Linked DNA regions of Mus musculus: regions 2 and 3 are each linked to region 1. A link is a contact called in public Hi-C and HiChIP or PLAC-seq data. All regions are on one chromosome and are shown on one strand. Each heading gives the region's core, a stretch centred on a gene start, on an enhancer-like site or on the middle of the called end of the contact. The rest is flanking DNA. Distances are from core to core; before and after follow the strand shown.

What was found. A called contact is a pair of places that touch in the nucleus more often than the background predicts. HiChIP or PLAC-seq counts read pairs in DNA pulled down with a chosen protein or histone mark.
Region 2: a FOXA1 HiChIP or PLAC-seq map of pancreatic cancer cells shows a contact between it and region 1. The contact joins the promoter of Vamp8 here to the enhancer-like site in region 1. A contact is called at or near these places in 1 of 39 promoter capture datasets (neutrophils), 2 of 484 Hi-C or Micro-C datasets (CD8 T cells and embryonic stem cells), 2 of 115 datasets of contacts at active chromatin or transcription factors (microglia and pancreatic cancer cells) and 1 of 9 other capture datasets (adipose tissue).
Region 3: a Hi-C map of bone marrow-derived macrophages shows a contact between it and region 1, with 38 read pairs. The contact joins two enhancer-like sites. A contact is called at or near these places in 2 of 39 promoter capture datasets (both in liver), 1 of 15 datasets of contacts at CTCF or cohesin (large pre-B cells), 32 of 484 Hi-C or Micro-C datasets (the AtT-20 cell line, B cells, the C2C12 cell line and 15 more), 12 of 115 datasets of contacts at active chromatin or transcription factors (the NIH/3T3 cell line, bone marrow-derived macrophages, embryonic stem cells and 6 more) and 1 of 9 other capture datasets (embryonic stem cells).

The regions. Positions count from the first base shown.
Region 1 is chr6:72,163,459-72,166,761 of GRCm38.p6, forward strand. All of the region lies in intron 1 of Gm38832 (a long non-coding RNA gene), which reads left to right. Among named protein-coding and RNA genes, the nearest start is that of Gm38832, 3.2 kb to the left of the region's middle. Within about 2 kb of position 1,618, at least 42 of the 459 cell types and tissues checked have an H3K27ac peak or open chromatin away from gene starts, as enhancers often do. A contact at or near this core is called in the C2C12 cell line, CD8 T cells, the NIH/3T3 cell line and 4 more, where this site is marked.
Region 2 is chr6:72,388,833-72,392,135 of GRCm38.p6, forward strand. Vamp8 (vesicle-associated membrane protein 8) reads right to left here and starts at 1,835. Exons shown (of 3, transcript NM_016794.3): 1 at 1,642-1,835. The coding sequence starts at 1,644.
Region 3 is chr6:72,007,921-72,011,223 of GRCm38.p6, forward strand. No RefSeq gene overlaps it. Among named protein-coding and RNA genes, the nearest start is that of 9130221F21Rik, 33 kb to the right of the region's middle. Within about 2 kb of position 1,766, at least 15 of the 459 cell types and tissues checked have an H3K27ac peak or open chromatin away from gene starts, as enhancers often do. A contact at or near this core is called in the C2C12 cell line, the NIH/3T3 cell line, bone marrow-derived macrophages and 1 more, where this site is marked.

The sequences.
Region 1 (3,303 bases), core at 368-2,867:
GGCTCCGGCTGACTCTCCTGACAGGCCGTTCCACTGCTAATGCCATTTTGTGCAAACAAAACACAGTTCCAGAAGGTACTCATGACTGTATCCTAGTGCCCAGTAGGGCTCTCAAAAATACGGCCCTGCTCCATTAGAATAACCACCATCAGTGCCTGCAGTCCTCTGCCAGCCAAATCCCTAGGCGGCAAAAACACCGGCTCAGACCCTTTGTACCAGAGTTTCCATCTAGAAGGGGGAACGTAATTAAGCAAAGGTAGTGTAATGAGGACGTCGGCATCAGGGTTCCTCTAGGAAAATTCCATGCTGGAGGAAAGATGGGCCACCCACAGGAACTCTGACTTTAGAGGAAAAACTACCTGCCTATGCATTGTATCCTTCCTGCATTGTCCCCCTCTATCTCTGTCTCTGTCTCTTTCTCTCTCCCTCTCCCTCTCCCTCTCTCTCTCTCTCATACACACTCACATGTAAAGCTGCAGTAAGCAGGTTTAAGGTAGATTGGGGTGTGTGTGTGTGTGTGTGTGTGTGTGTGTGTGTATGTGTGTATGTGTGTGTGTACGTGTGTGTGTGCTGGTACATGTGTGCACACTTGTGCACCTGAGATTGACATTAAGTCTCACTTGATCTCCGAGTTAATCACTTAACTCACTGAGTTAGCATCTCCCAGTTGACCCCAGAACTCACCAATACTGGTTAGTCTAGCTTTCAGGCTTGCTCTGGGCACCCCTGTCTGCCTTCCCAACGCTGGGATTGCCCATCTGGCATTTACATGGGTTCTGGGATCTGAACTCCCAGCCTCACACTCAAAGAGCAAGCACACTACCAGTTTTTTTCCCATCCCATTTCTTCTTTTAATAAAAGCTTTTGGACGCAGGGTCAGGCCTTATGGCTGGAAGCCAGCAGTAGCTTCAGACATCAAAGCTATTAACCATGGGACAAAACGCCATTTTCAGCAAGTCTGAGCCCAGGCCAGGGGGTGATCAACAGGAGGCAGGAGGCAAGAGGCTGGAACTCAGTGCAGACAGAGTGAGCTTGCTGAGGGAAGGAAGTGACACACACTGTCAACTCACAACAGGATATACTTTCTCAAAGCACAGCATGGCATGGCTCACTTTATCTTACCAAACCAAACTGACAAATGTAGGCTCAGGCATGACCTCAGCTGAAACTTTGCAGGCCAAACTGAGATCATTGTCAGGGCAAAAGGCAGTTGGACTCCCAGGGGAATACTAGTGGAAGATTCCCTTGACCCATCGTTAAAAACCAACAATGTGACTGCGGATAGAAGAAGCCATGGGGACCTGGGCGTTGAGTGTCCTGGGAAGGGGGATGCAAGAAATCTGACTTCTTGTTGGGCCACACTGAAAACCGATTGGGGCTGGCGGTCTGGGCCTCAGCATCCTTCAGGCTGCCTTCTGACTCAGGATTCTGCTAGCCATTTATCTAGATTCTTTGAAAGCCAAGAACAGGAGTTAGGAGCCTAACTTTGCATCAGCACTGGTGTGCGCGGGAGCCAGTCACAGCCCCTCTGGCAGTTTCTCCACTCAGCAGAGCCTGTTCACTGGGACTTCGCTTTTGAAAAGAAAACCAGTGACTATTACTCATGAGCCGGTACGCAGCGCCACCTAGTGTCGTGAAGCCGTGTGTACTGTTCTTAGTGCCGAGCTTCCAGCCCTGACTGACTGTTGCAGGGTTCCAGCAGCTGGAGCACACACAGAACCTTCCCGCTCCGTCTGCGCATTTCCTATCTGATGTCCTAGCTAGAGGCTCCTCTTCCCCTCTCATGCCTTTGTCCCCGATCTTTGTTTCTCTGTCATCTCTTTCTGGAAGAACATCAATTCCCATGGGTCAAACCACACACTGGGAGGAAAACAAAACAAAAAAGCCCAAACAAACAAACAAACAAAAAGCCCAGCTTCTTCAACAAATGGTACTGGTCAAACTGGCTGTCTGCACGTAGAAGAATCCACATAGATCTATATTTACAACACTGCCCAAACTCCATATGAAGCAAAGACCTCAACATAAAATCAGATACACTGAACCTGATAGAAGAAAAAGTAGAAAATAGTTTTGAACTCATTGACACAGAAGAAGACATTCTGAACTGAACACCATTAGCATAGACACTGAGAACATAATTCACAAATAGAACCTCATGAAAAGCTACTGTGTGGCAGGGGACATCATAACTCAGACAAAGTAATAGACTACAGAATGGGAAAAGATTTTTTTTTTACCAACAATAGAGTGCTAATATCTCTAAAATGTATAAAGAATGAAAAAACTGGACATCAAGAAAACAAGCAACCCAATTAAAAATGGGGTACATATATGAGCAGAAAATTCTCAAAAGAGGAAATACAAATGGCTGAGAAGTACTTTAATGTTCAGTATTGTTAGTCATCAGAGAAATGCAAATCAACTTTGAAATTTCATCTTATACCAGTCACAATGATCAAGTTCAATAAAACAAGTGACAGCAGATGCTGGTGAGGACATGGAGGGAGGGGTCAGTCCTCCACTGCTGGTGGGAGTGCACACTTGCACAGCTACTATGGAAATCAGTGTGGTGACCCTCAGGGAGATGGGGACTGATCTACCTAAGATCCAACTATACCACTCTTGGACATCTACCTAAAGGCTACTTCATGCTACCATACCATACTATTCTATACCATACTATACGGTACTATTCTATATCATACTATACGGTACTATACTATACATTACTTGCTCAACCATGTTCATTGCTGCTCTATTCATAATAACCAGAAATTGGAAACAGCCTGGATGTCCACCAATGGATGAATATATATTTTTAAATGTGATAAGTTTACATAATGGAATGCATTCAGCCATTAGAGAAATAAAGTCATGAAATTAGGAAATAAAAACATCATCCTGAATGAAGTAACCTAGACCTAGAAAGACAACTTTGGCATACGCTTGTTTATTTGTGATGTTAGCTGTTGAGTCTTTAATAAGCAGGCTACCATCCAGATAACCACAGAGGTTTGGCAGAGAGTAAGGGACTAGCAGGGAGGGAGGGAGGGATGTCCCTAGGAAGGAGAAATAAAACAGGTAAGTATAAGTGGACAGGGGAGGCAGGAACAGGAGGATAAAATGGGGACAGGAGGAAAGAAGAAGTAAGGGAAAGAATATGGGAAGAGACTGATAGCACTAAGAGCCATTTGAGGGGTCATGGGGAAACTAACACAATAGAAGTGTCCTAAATCTAAATGAAATGATCAAATAATGGGAGATGGAACCCCAACTGGACATTTCTGGTCACCAAATGAG
Region 2 (3,303 bases), core at 585-3,084, 230 kb after region 1:
CCACCTCCCCAGATTTATTTATCTGAGGCAGGTTCTCATATAACCTAGGCAGGCCATAGGCTTCCTAAGTAGGATGGCCTTAAACATCTGACCCCCTGTCTCTACTTACCCTGGGCTGGGATTCCAGGTGTGTACCATTATCCTTGTTTTATGAGGTGCTGGGGATGAAACCCAGAGCTTGACGCTTGCCAGGCAAACACTCTATCAGCTGAACCACATCCTTAGTCTGTCATAAGTGCATTGTGTGTGTGTGTGTGTGCTGGGGAATATACGTGTATGCACATGCCACGGCACGCATGTGGAGGTGAGAGGACAACTTTCATGAGTGGATTGTCTCCTCCAGTTGGATGGGCAGGAGAGAGCAGGATACTGAATTCAGGCAGGCAGGCTTGCTCTGCAAACACTTGTACCTGCCCAGCCATCTCGGCTGCCAGCCATGTAAGTGCATTTTTTAAGTCCCAGAAGATGAGGTTTGACCCTGGATTCTCATCCACCTTCTTTGGAGGATTTTCAGCGTGACAAGGAAAAACAAAAAAAAACAAAAAACAAAAAACAAACAAACAAAAAAACAGCACACGACTGCCCCTGTCTTGACTCCACAAAGAGGGTCAAGGAGAAAACCCAGCTGACGTTTCCTCAGCAGAGCACAGCCAAGAACTATTAACTGGTTCCTGTAGCCTCCCTCGGCTCAATCCTAGTGGGTTCTCTCTAAAACTGTGAGAGTTGACCAGCAGCACACTCTTGCCCGGCCCAACCCAAATAAATGCCCTTCTCCAGACAGCTGTTGGTGAGTTCTGGTTCCAGCCTACTGGGCAGTGTAGCCCCGGTTCAGTGGATGTGGCCCCCAGAAGGCATCATGTGCCGTTGGACCATATACTTCTGCTTTCCCCACAATTTAACGCCTGGTAGGCCGCACACCACCGCCTGCTTATGCAGATATTAATAAAAGTCCTTCCTGCTGCGGTCGCTCTATCCAGGAGGCCTCTAGATAAGGCTTTTGAACAAGGAGGGAAGAGGCCTGACTCCTCCCTTAGGGACCCAGGGGGCCTCAGGTACCGGCCACGGGTGTGGGCTGAAGCTAGATTATCGGGAAGAACCGCCATCTGGCTGCTTTACAAACCCTTGGCACTGTTGCTAATGTTTCTAGAAAAGGGTGGTGCTTTTGGTGGCCAGGCAGATAGATCCTCTGGGTGTCTGCATAGATACAGTGCGAGGGTAAGGGGGAGAACTCCAGTCCGCGGGGCTGGAATCTGAGCCCCAAAGAGCAGGAACGCTTGTGGCCCGGTAATGTCACAACACCGGGCTCAGGCCCAGCTGGAGGAGGCGGAGGAGGGGGAGGGCGCGGCGCAGCAGCTCGGCTTGGAATTTGGGTCCCCCAACCCCCACCGAAATCCTGATCGGATCCAGCACCGAGGTCACGGGAGGAAGGAGGTGGAGAAGTGTCAGGAACCCCTGGCCCGGAGTGCGGAGCTATTTGTGGAGGAGTTGTCAAAAGTAAGGAGACAGAGGCAGCGCTGGCCCAACCCCGCCAGCCCTCTGACTGCCGCCAACTTACCTTTCTCGACACAGGCAACCCCCAGGCCCGATCCCCCTCTGGCAGCTGCTCTAACTCGCTCTTTTCTTGGTCCCCACGTCACTCACCATGTCTCGGAGCACTTGGGCCTCTCAAAGCAGAACTTCGCCTAGTCTGTTTCCACCCAAGGCAGCCACAGCTTCACTTCCTGCTTACTCCAACTTTCAGCCCGCCTCCTGACCATCCCGCGACTCCAGCCACTCCGGCTCCTGCCACACACGTAACTGCAGGTTTCTCCAGGTAGGCGGCTGCCCTCTGCTGCCGTCCTCCTAGTCTCCTCCCAAACAAAAGCTTAAGCAACAGGGTTGGGGGAGGGGGGAAGGAGAAAAGAAGGATCAACAGTCCTCCTAAGTTTTCAGAAACTTCTTTTATGCTTCAAAGAAGTAATTCTAGTTTTTCAGGGACTTACATTAGCATTATTTAGATAGAAACGAATGTACAGGCGAAGATACCTTGTTGGGCAACCTTTGTCCCCAAGGGCCATCCTGTATGAGAAGAGAGCTCTAAGATCCCCCAGAAAACGGGGGCTAGGGAGATGGGTCAGCAGTTGGGATCACCCGCTGCTTTTGCAGTAACCCAGGTTCAGGTCCCTACACCCACCCCTGGCTGCTCACAGACACCTGTATCTGCATCTCGGGGGGGGGGGGGGGGCAGGGGCGGTCCAGATGCCCTCTTCTGGCCTCTGTGGGTATGTGAACATACGTGTGCATACATACACACACATACACATAATTAAAGTCTTTAAAATCTCCAGGAAAATTCCAAGTTGGCCCTGGGGGTGGGATCTTTGTCCCCCTCTAATGTTCTTCGGGTGCTAAGGCTGACCTCAGGCAGTGGGAGGAGTGCAAACAGCAGGGGCAGGGCACCTTATCCTTGTCACAGGACACAGGACAGTCGGGGAAATGGCTCACTCACCAGCCCCTCCTTTCCTTCTGGAGTTGAGCAGTCCTACACTTCCTTCCAAAGGTCACCGTGGGGGTTGGTGACCCTGGTCAGTTGTCAGAGGGTTGTCAGACAGATTAGGATGGGGGCCTAAGAGTAAAGGGTTTTTCCACCACATGTGGCTCTCCGCCAGAGAAAATCTGCTCTTCTCCGGATGGAGTTTGTCAAGACAGAACAATAACAGGGCAGAAAGAGAACAGACATTCTTTCCCACCCCAGAGTAAATAACACCGTCAAGGAGGAAATCTTAGCTCCTCCAACAAATAAGAGGGGTTTTGTTTTGTTTCATTTTGTTGGCTATAATAAATTTAGAATCCCGGAATCATTTTGGGACACTTATGTGTTTTCCCTCGTGCCTGCTCAGGCAGCCATGGAGGAGCTATATCTACAAACACTGCACGCTTAGTTTTACAGAAGCAAATTAAAGCAACTAGTAACACTTTAAAAAAATCTTTAAAAATTTTTTTTGTTGTTGTTGGTTTTTTTGGGTTTTTTTTTTGGGTTTTTTTTTTTTTTGTTTATTTGTTTGTTTTTTTTTTCCGAGACAGGGTTTCTCTGTATATCCCTGGCTGTCCTGGAACTCACTTTGTAGACCAGGCTGGCCTCGAACTCAGAAATCCACTTGCCTCTGCCTCCCAAGTGCTGGGATTAAAGGTGTGCATCACCACTCCCGGCTAAAAGTTTTTATCTTATTATCTTTAAGTGTGTGTGTGTGTGTCTGTGTGTGTGTCTGTGTGTGTGTGTGTGTGTGTGTGTGCCTGAGGGCAGAGGGGTTAGGTTCTCTGGTG
Region 3 (3,303 bases), core at 516-3,015, 160 kb before region 1:
TTCTGCAGAGAGAATTTAAGGACATCCTTCCCCAAATGACCTTAACAGAAGAGCACATTGGACAATGTCAGGGAACATACTGTTACCATAACTGTCAATATGATAAAAATCCTGATACCAGCTTTGAAGAACGGCCAGATAGAGATATGAAATGTGCTATTTTAAAAGTTGGCATTAAGGCCTGGGATGATGACTAAGCATGTAAGATCATATGTGCAAACATGAGGACTGGAGTTCAAATCTCCACCCATGGAAAAAAACAAGTTCTGCTGTAGTAACCTAACCCAATGCTATTGATGGAGGAGGCAGGGGTGCTGAAATTGTGTGACACTATTCCCGGGGAATGTGAATAAATTTATACATAACCCAGTTAGGAAACCAATAACAAACAAAGTACCACCAAATTTCAAGTTGTTTAACCACTAATTTATATGACTATGGGTGAGAGATTATAGAAACATGGATGACTCGAAGACAGATTTATTACTGCAAGCCATTCCAGTATGGCTGATGATTCAATGATGCTGTAACCCTAGAGCTCTCTGCGCAACTTTCAGACAGCTCAACAGGTCATAGCCTCTCCTCCTCAACAGCCATTATTGCTTATATAACCTTGGGGAGGGAGACCATGTGAATCCGGTAAGTTTCAGGGACTTCCTGAGATTTCTGAGTTGTTTACTTTCTGAGTCTTAACTAGCTTCCATCCCAGATGGACTGATTAGCTTTGAAGGAAATTTCTAAGCAATAGCAGGGGCATAAGGGTCCTGCTTACTGACCACCAGCTCCAGGTTCAGTGAGAGGTCTGTCTCAGAGGAATAAGCAGAAAGTGACAGACCAGGACAACTGTCTTTCCTGGCTTCTGTTAGCTTACAGACACTAAAACCTGCACACACACACACACACATGTACATGTGGTATACACACACACACACACACACACACACACACACACACAAACACACACACTTTTTTTCTAAGATCAGTATTAGACAGGCATGGTGATACAAACCTATAAATCTTAAAATTTAGAGGCAGAAGGATCAAATGTTCAAGGCCAGCCTTGAGTACACTGAGTTTGATGCCAACCTGAGCTATGAAATTCTGTTAAACTAATAAACTAACCAACAATTCAGCACCTTTGTGTGCTTCTTTCTACATCTAAAGCATTTCTGGGAATCTCTGCAACCATTGGTCTTACTTTTAAAAGTTGTCTCTAAAAAACAGCTGGCCTCTATATTTCCATACTATTTGAATGCATTTGCCTTCAACCCAGCTTGTAGGAAGCTGTGTGCTCCCTGTAGGGATGCTGCAGCCTGGGCAGGAGGAACTGTCTTTGCTCACTCACTACCCTGTGGGTTGCCCTGCTGGCCCTGTGGTTATGGTTCCCTATAACCCAGCTCTGTGGACATGCCTTTGCCCCTTTAAGGGCAGGAATCTAATCTCCCCACATCCCAGTTAAAGGCAATCATAAAAGAACCCTTAACGAATGACTAAATGATCAAGGTGATGCCCCCAAGGACTAGGAGAGAGGAGGGCAGGCACAGGCTTTCCACTTGGGAAATCTTAGGGTGCTTCATCTGTAAAATGGCAGCTTCATCCCTTCCCTTTTACAGCTCATGCAGGACTGAGTGAAGTTAGAGAACCTGGGAGAGTTCGAAGAGGTCTGCCTACAGGAGAGGGGATTGCCCCAGGCAGGGAGGCTGTGTTAAAGACCTCAGCTGTCCCTGTCTGCACATGGTTATGGCTGAGTTTCCATCACCTGGCATTCTTATGAGATAAAAATATAAGCCAGGCATAGTGACTCACACCTTCAATCCCAGAAGTGGGGTGGTAGAAGCAGGTGGATCTCTGTGAATTTAGAGCCAGTGTCTTAATCAGGGTTTCTATTGCTGTGAACAGACACCAGGACCAAGGCAACACTTGTAAAAGAAAGCATTTAATTGGGGCTCGCTTACAATTTCAGGGGTCAATCCATTATCATGGCAGAGAGCATGGTTGCATACAGGCAGACACGGTGTGAGAGAATAGTTGAAAGTTCTACATCTGGATCTGCAGGCTGTGTGTGTGTGTGTATGTGTGTGTGTGTGTGTGTGTGTGTGTGTGTGTGTGTGTATTTTTTCAATAATGGCTTGCTGTAAATGAAAGTCCAAGGGTTCAGCTTTTGCTCAGAGTACAAGTCTGGATCTCTCGGTGAGAGGCCAAACCTACTCTATCTTGGGACTGGACTCCATCTTAAAAGGACAGGAAAAAAAAAAAAGAAAAGAAAAGACCTGAGAACTTGGCCCACAGGTGAACTCAAGCTGCACCCAAGTACCAGGAAGGATCCTACGGCTTGTCCTTGGCCAGAGTTACTCCCTTGCTACTTCCTAGCAATGCTTAATCAAAGATTAGTGTGATTGTTTCAGATGAACTTTAAGATTGCTTGTTATTGTGTACAATCTTGCGTCAGAGCACCCACCTGTAGGCTTACAACAGACATTCAGTTAGATGCTTGCCAGGCTGGACCCCCACTCACTCACTTCCATTTTCTATAAAACCTTGTCCAGATGAGAGTTTGGGCTGCTTCACCAGACCATCCTATGGCCGTGAGTAAGGCCAAACTCGAGTTTGTAATAAAGAGACCCCAGTGTGACCACACCAGAGGGAGTTGGCTCCTTGGTGGTCTTTTGGGGTTCATGCACATTTCCTGGCACAACATCAGCAGGCCTTCAGAATATGCCAGACTTCCAGAGGAATAGACTCCAATGTCCTTGAGGAATGGACGTACTAGCAAGGAGAGAGCAAGCAGGCAAAAAGCAAAAGCTTCCTTCTTCCATGTCCTCATGTAGGCTTCCAGCAGAAGGTATGGCCTTCTTAAAGGTGTATCTTCCTGCCTCAAGATCCAGATCAAAGCCGGGCAGTGGCGGCACACGCCTTTAATCCCAGCACTCAGGAGGCAGAGGCAGGCAGATTTCTGAGTTCGAGGCCAGCCTGGTCTACAAAGTGAGTTCCAGGACAGCCAGGGCTATACAGGGAAACCCTGTCTCGAAAAACAAACAAACAAGCAAACAAACAAACAAACGACTCCAGATCAAAGGTGTGTGTGTCTTCCTACCTCAAAAGTCCAAACTAAAAGTAGATTCGCCCACTTCAAACCAGTAATAGCTCATGGGTGTGCCCTCCATTTCTTTATTGTAGTTCATTCCAGATGTAGTCAAGTTGGCAACTAAGAATAGTCATCACAAATCATTTATTTGGTCTATTGTTGGCCTTTCTTTCTAGGTGAAGAGAAATAGATAACCCCCAAAAGGGTAATGGGGGTGA